Regions from separate parts of the Mus musculus genome. Here region 1 is linked to region 2. Evidence: chromatin contacts called from public Hi-C data. All regions are on one chromosome and are shown on one strand. The core of a region is the stretch at or near the end of the contact, and the rest is flanking DNA. Distances in the headings are between cores, read along the strand shown.

Region 1 (3,356 bases), core at 481-2,980, 100 kb after region 2:
CTTAACTCCTTGAGTCTCATCTTCAAGCTGCCTCAAGCTGCCCAAAGAAAATTTCCTCAATTATCTGTGCCTAGACTTTTAATAATAAACAAACAAACAAACAACATGGCTGAAGAGGGCACAAATCCAGAAGCACCTGTGCTGTTAGTCATTCACTATTGAGGACACCTGTTGGAGGAAAAGCAAAAGGGTCCCACGGGGCTCTGGGAAGAACAGGTAGTTTGCCGGGCCCTGAGACAGTGGGTGGGCTGTGTACAGTGTAAAGATGAACCAGGACAAAGTAGACGAGCTTCTGGCCTCTCGGACGTATTAGGAGAATGGTTGGTCTTCTCTGTCCGTCAAACAAGACCCAAGACTGAGCCTTGACCAAGGAACTGTGTTTGAAGAAGAGACAATGGAAGTAAGGATGGGTCTGAAAATTATTAGAAGGAAACTGCAAAGCAAGAGGGAACGTTCCAAAAGATGGACAGAGCAAAGTTGTCGTCCTCTATGACCAGGACAGAAAGAAGCAGGGCGCTCTTAAAAAGGACAGTGCAAGGTAAGATTTTCATTCTAATTCTCCAGACCTACCTACCTCGTCACCTAGCACTTATAAAGCATTTGTCAGTTGCAAAATATTATGGAATTCACTATTTCATTTAATTATCTTTCATGAAATGCTAGTTACATTTGCCTCCATTTTACACGAGAGGAAACTGAGGCTACGTAGAGAAGATTATATGAATTGTTCAAGGTCAGGTGGCTGAAATCAGCCCTAGGAAGCAACCTGCTGCCCCCTGTCCTTCAAGGTGGTCGACCACCTTGAGTTGTTAACTCCCGAAGGGGAAGACAGGCATAGCAGCGCTGGACTTTGCCCCGTTCCCCAAATCTGGGATGGAGCATTGCCCTCCATCCAGCGCCAAGAAGGGGACCTGATGACGCGGAGCCACAGACCGGGATTTCCCCATTCTGCAGGGTTCTTGGGAGCCTGGAGCACAAACAGTAGCTCTCACACACCCGCGGGTGAGTCAAGTAAGGTTTAGCAGCAGTTGCTGAATAGAGATTTAAAGAGAAGGGAGACGGACAGTACTGGATGAATTCCCTTCTGATCAGTCCCTACATTGCCACCAAAAGCAGGCGCCCGGTTTCCAGACCGGGATCCCCACTCTCGCCCCTGCCCCATTGGCTCCTTTCTTGACTGTCCCCTAGAGCCCAAAGGCAGCTCGAATGAGGGACCCGGCAAGGTGTGGAGGTGACAGGAGGCCGGTTGTGGAACACCTCTGATCTTCTGGGTCGGAGGAATCACAAGCCAAGCTCAGCTTGAAGTTTGAGCATCAAGGGTTTCAGACCAAGTAGCGAGTTGCCCGGAGAGCGAGCAGTCCCGGGTGGGAGACCTGAGAGTGTGAGGTGGCAGCACGGAATGAGGGGGAAAGGCTGAAGAAGGGGCCCCTTTCCACTCAGCCCCTCACCGCGGAGAGGTGGCTGGTCCGCCTCTGCAGCCTGCGAGTGCGGAGAACGCGCCCCGCACCGCGGCGCAGCGCAGCCCCTCCTCACCGCGCCGCGCTCCTCCCCACCTGCCCGCCGCCTCGCCCGGCCGCCGAGACTCACAGTCCTCAGGAACTGGATCTCATCCTCGCCTCCTTCTCCCGCTTCGGCCATGGCTCCCAGGGCGTGCGCTGCGCCCCAGCCTCGGGCGCCTCTGTTTCCCCTAGGCAGCGGCGTGCGCTGACTGCTGCTCTGCCGCTGCTCTTTCTCCTCCTCCTCCTCCTCCTCCTCCTCCTCCTCCTCCGTCCTCCTCCTCCTGCTCCTCGCTCAGCCTCAGCAGCGCCGAGCTAATCCCCGACCATATAGGGAGCTGGGCTAACACTTGACTGCACTGCAGAGCGCCAATGCCAGGCGAGCAGCCCGCCCACCCCTCTCTCCTCTCGCCCCAGCCAAGTGCGCGGCAGCCACGGACTCCGCGGACAGCGCAGCGCGGCGCGCGCCGGGCGGGTGTGGGGCAGAGCTAGGGACCCGGGCCGGAGCCGTGGAACCTCCCCCGCACCGCACGGCACCGCACATTCGGTGGAGACGCGCGCCCCGCGGCGACGGGAAGATGGCTCTTACACAAAGGCCAGTTGCTTAGATTCAGTGCCCCCAAATTGGGCACAAACCCTCTAGATTTGTCCACTTTGCACGGTGCATGTGTGTGTGTGTGTGTGTGTGTGTGTGTGTGAGAGTGTGTGTGTGTGTGTGTGTGAGAGAGAGAGAGAGAGAGAGAGAGAGAGAGAGAGAGAGAGAGAGAGAGAGAGAGAGAGAGAGTAAGTATTGGTTTCATATTTGGGTGGGAGTGCCCATCTGGAGCAGGGCGCTGACCACTCACCACCTCACCACCCATAATGGGTGTTCCTTTTTCATGCAGCAAGGAGAGACTGAGGGTGACTGCTCATCCATAACAAAGTTTGTAACCCCGTGGGTAGCTCTTCTTTAGAGAACCCATTCACTCTTTAAAATTTGATAAGGAGAGGGTACAATAATCAGAATGCACAGTACACGTGCATGAAATTGGCAAAGAACAAACTCAATAAACGTTTTGGTTTTGTTTTTTGTTTTTGTTTTTTTAATCTGATAAGGACACTACACCCCCATTGAATAGAGCTTCACTAGCCCCTGGGAGCTTCAAGAAGCTGTCCTCAATTTGGAAATCAGATGGCGTCAGAATTGTTTCTTTGTGCCCACGCTTACCCATACTCTGCACTTTAGAGCTAGCCCTCTGGACTCAGGGGAGTGTGAGGCTGCTGAGAGCACACAGTGTGTCCTAGGAGGCTACTAATCCTTACCTGACCTTGGGTGGATTTTTTAGGATTTGGGAGCAGTGAGATTGGTCCTCTAAAAGCACAGAGTGCAGGGTGTCCCTTCTGTATGCTGGTCAAGTAGTTTCTGGGCAAAACAAAAATGTTTTAAAAGAAAGTGCCTCAAGATGTAGGTGAGTAGCAGCTCTGGGTCTGAACCTACCAGCTCCTCTAAAGGCTGCCTGGAATACAGCATGCCATCCACACATTGTGGCACTTTACCTTTCATGCTTGCCTCTATGCCCAACCTTTGGATAAAGACTCTTGTCTCCATCACTGGCAAGAGTACATGTTGATAGATGAAAGGCCGAGGAACGCCATCAGCCATGGCTAGAACTTCAGCAGAACCCAGGGAACAGTGAAATACTCTCCGGGTGCTTGAACCATTGTAAGTCATCAAGGAAACCAAGAGCAGTTGACTAGAGGGGGGCCGTGTGACGGACATGGTGGCTAACTGACAGCCTATGGGGCCAGAGAAAATCTTTCCTTTTAGTCCGTTCAGCACTTTATACCTTTTTACATACAGCGTTGCTAAGTGCTATATGT
Region 2 (3,538 bases), core at 277-2,776:
TATTAATACCACAATCCCTTGTGGTATTAAGGCCATTACCAATAAGGCATAATAAAGTTAGAAGAAGAGCTAGTCACTTATAGCTAAAGCATAGGACAGAGATGCTCTCATGTTGAAAGAGTCAAGGAAGCATCCAGAATAGTCAGATGTCAGCAGGGGCAAGAAACCAAGGCTGTTGTACAGATAGAAGCACTGGCCTTACTAGAGAAGAACATTCCATACAGATGCACTTTCAACAGTTTGGGTGAGAGTATTTCTCCACATGACTGGCCTGCTCTAAGTCAGAGGTCTGCAGGGCACCTCACTTTTCACTCCTATGACACACACTATACTCATCTCAATCCTACAAGAGAGTGACATCTCAGTTTGTCCTAAAAATTCTGTGGAAACACATGACCTCCATGCTGGTGTCAGGACTTTGTCCTCTGTTCTATCTTCTCTCCTCTCTTGAATTCCACTACAACTTGGACTGTTCTTTCTGCTTTGGATTCAGAGTTCTCTTGTGTCCTTTTGGAAATCATACTTGTTTTGCTTCTCTTCCTAGCATTCCTTCCTTGAGAAGGGTCTTATAATATAATAAACTCTGGCCCAAGATAGGCATCACATGAGAGCCATGTGAGCCAGTGAGACGAGCTCTTGAACAACACAAATGTGTTTTTATTCATGTTTCCTAAGTGCAAAATTGATTTGCCTTCTCTTTTAGGGCACAAGGCCCTTTTAGAAGAATAAATGCTAGAATTCAAATATCCTCTTTAAGAGATGATGGTTTTGTCTGTGAAAAAATATATTTGAAATGACAAAATAATAATGATCAGAATTGGTACATTTGTCTTTCAGGCTCAGAGACAACAGACCATAGTTCTCAACTGGTTGGTCATGACCCCTTTTGAGGTCGAATGAACCTTTCACAGACATCACATATCAGATATCCTGGGTATCAGATATTTAGATGATGATTCATAACAGTAGCCAAGTTACAGTAATATAAGTAGTAAGAAAAATAATATGGTTGGGGGGTCAACACAACATGAGAATCTGTATTAAATGGTTGCAGCATGAGAAGGTTGAGACCCACTGCCATTGACCTATCCTCAAACCAAGTAGAGTGGGATAGAGAAGTGAGATTCTTCAGGAGACTCTTATTCTCTTCAGCAACACTCAACCCCAGCTGCCTTCTACCAGGAAGACTGGCTTTCCTCCTCCAGTCCCTGACACAGATGCATACAAAGTGAGGTTTTTTTTTTTTTTTTTCATTTAAAAAGCAAGTCTGTTTGCAAACAGGAAGCTGCAGAAGTAGGAGGGTGTGAAAGTGGTGAACTGGAGGACAGTTCTGAAAACGCATCAGTGGTACAGGAGCCTGATTTAGCCACACTCCCCAAGCTGGTCCAGCTCCAGTCATTTGGGACAAACCCACGTCTCATTCTTCTGAGCGCTAGTAACAAAACTCAAGGCTCTAAAAGGAAGCCATGGGACTTTCCTATCCTGTCCCCAGAGAGCAGAGAGGCTTCTGCTGACAAGCATGACTAGGGTAGATGGCAAGCAAGCCCATTGGTGACAACCACAGTTTTTGATGGAATGCCACACAACACCAGCTGCTGTCCCTTCCAAAGCCTGAAATCGAGCCAGGGTTTCCACTGTCAGTTGGCTCCATGTGGTGAGGGGCATCAAAGCCCAGATCCATCTTAGGAACATACCTCTGGCATTTTGGAGAGGTCATCACCAAGTCAGTGCCCTCTTCTCCCAAACCCATGGCTTGTTTGGTCTCATTCCAAGGTTATTAAATGAGACAGCTTCACTCTTTCATCACAAACCATGGAACCCACAAATCTAGCTCTGTATCTGCGGTGAGAGACCCCATCTGCTTTATTGAATTCATCATGTTTTATTCTCTTACACATTAGAATAGGTCCCTAAGAAAGTACTCATCAAGTAAATGTGTGACCGACAACAACAGGTGTAGCTGACACACAAGAAATCCAGAGAGGACACCGCATTCACAGTAACACGAGACTTCTCAGCAGACAACTGTGACAAATTCTTTCCCAGAGGTTAATTTGGACTTAAAATGTCTTTATGAAACTGGTTAATACTGAAAACATCTAGAAGATAAGAAGTACAGGGCAGATACAAACTATCTGGCATGTCCATTGTCTTGAAGCTTATTAACCATAGAAGCTCACTGAACCATCACACAGCCCTGCGTAGAATATCATTTGCTAATGAAGGAACAGACTTTTAGAAGGTCTGCAACCTCTCTTTGCTTTTCCAAATTTTCATGGAATTAGCAAAGATAAAAAAAATTACTACCTGGTAAAGTTGATGTGGCAAGCTTGCAACTCAGATCTTGACAGATCTGACGAATTATTAACAACAAAATAGTAAATAACTAAAAAGTAAATGTCCAGAGGAACCAAAGAGTTAACTTTGAAGACAACGTGCTCAGAAAACAGATGGCCCACTACACTTCTTCATTTTTGTGATCTGAGCTGGCCTTCTCTCCTGACCTTTTCTCATGTCCACAAGCAGCCACAGACATCCCTCTATACAAATTTGAAGAGAATACATAGATTTTTTCATTGAATTCTCAGAATTGTACAGCCATGGCATATATTTAAAGACATGAAACAAATTTGCCTGTTAATTAGTAACTTAGAGATGCCAAAATGATTGCTGGATGCTGTATAGTTTCAAGAAAAATGTTATTTAAATATTACATGTCTTCTAACTTTTCCTGAGAGCTCAGCAAGACAACTTATATGTGAGAAGAACAGACTTACAAATAGCCAGAGGAAGACAAATGCAGGGTGCCAGTGAGACACCAGCTTCTACGCAATGGACTGAAGGAACGGAGGCAGCCTACAGGGCACCTACCCCTTGCTGTTTCCTTATGTTGCCTACAATACCAGGAGTACTGTGCACCAGGGAGCTGGCAGTGAGTACCCATGTAGCAGTGATGTTTCTGCCTCAATTTCATCTCTCCCTCCCCAAATTTGACTAAAATCAAGCTACTGAATCCACACAGGCTGCTCATGCTCATTCTGAGAAGTCTGTTTCCTTCATCTGACAAGCTTCTCATCCTGAATACATCATAAACAGACCCATCTAAACTCACAACAAATCCTTTTCAGCATGCTGGCATATTGGAGATTACTTGCTTCAACTGTGGTAGTCACCTCGCTTCCCATTCTGGTTCATCTCAGATGATTGCAGATTAGGCAGCCCTGGTCTATCAAGTGTGTTCAAGAAATGAAGCTCTGTGCTTAGTTACTTAAAAATACATGAGCTGCAATAATGCCTCTGACTCTGATGAGCTAGCAGATCAGGCCCAGATATATCTGCTAAATTGGTACTGCCAGTGTATTCCCTGGGGTGGGAAGGGGGTATGCATTGAAGGAGCTGAGTATATATTTCACCCTGTTGTCATTTATTATCACACAAATAGCCACAGACTGTGTATAAACAGTGGGAAATATGGCTTATCTATGGTCAAATTCTAACAAGGGAAAAAAGAAACCAAGTCTTTTTCCAGTGATATCTT

Evidence for each region. A called contact is a pair of places that touch in the nucleus more often than the background predicts.
Region 1: a contact with region 2 is called in a Hi-C map of myocytes, with 2.7 times the contacts expected there. The contact joins the promoter of Ryr3 here to the enhancer-like site in region 2. A contact is called at or near these places in 1 of 39 promoter capture datasets (hippocampal neurons), 2 of 484 Hi-C or Micro-C datasets (cerebral cortex and myocytes) and 1 of 115 datasets of contacts at active chromatin or transcription factors (neural progenitor cells).

What each region holds. Positions count from the first base shown.
Region 1 is chr2:113,215,353-113,218,708 of GRCm38.p6, forward strand. Ryr3 (ryanodine receptor 3) reads right to left here and starts at 1,731. Exons shown (of 104, transcript NM_001319156.1): 1 at 1,588-1,731. The coding sequence starts at 1,638.
Region 2 is chr2:113,114,110-113,117,647 of GRCm38.p6, forward strand. The region is part of intron 1 of Ryr3 (ryanodine receptor 3); the gene reads right to left. Among named protein-coding and RNA genes, the nearest start is that of Ryr3, 100 kb to the right of the region's middle. Within about 2 kb of position 1,527, at least 4 of the 459 cell types and tissues checked have an H3K27ac peak or open chromatin away from gene starts, as enhancers often do. A contact at or near this core is called in myocytes, where this site is marked.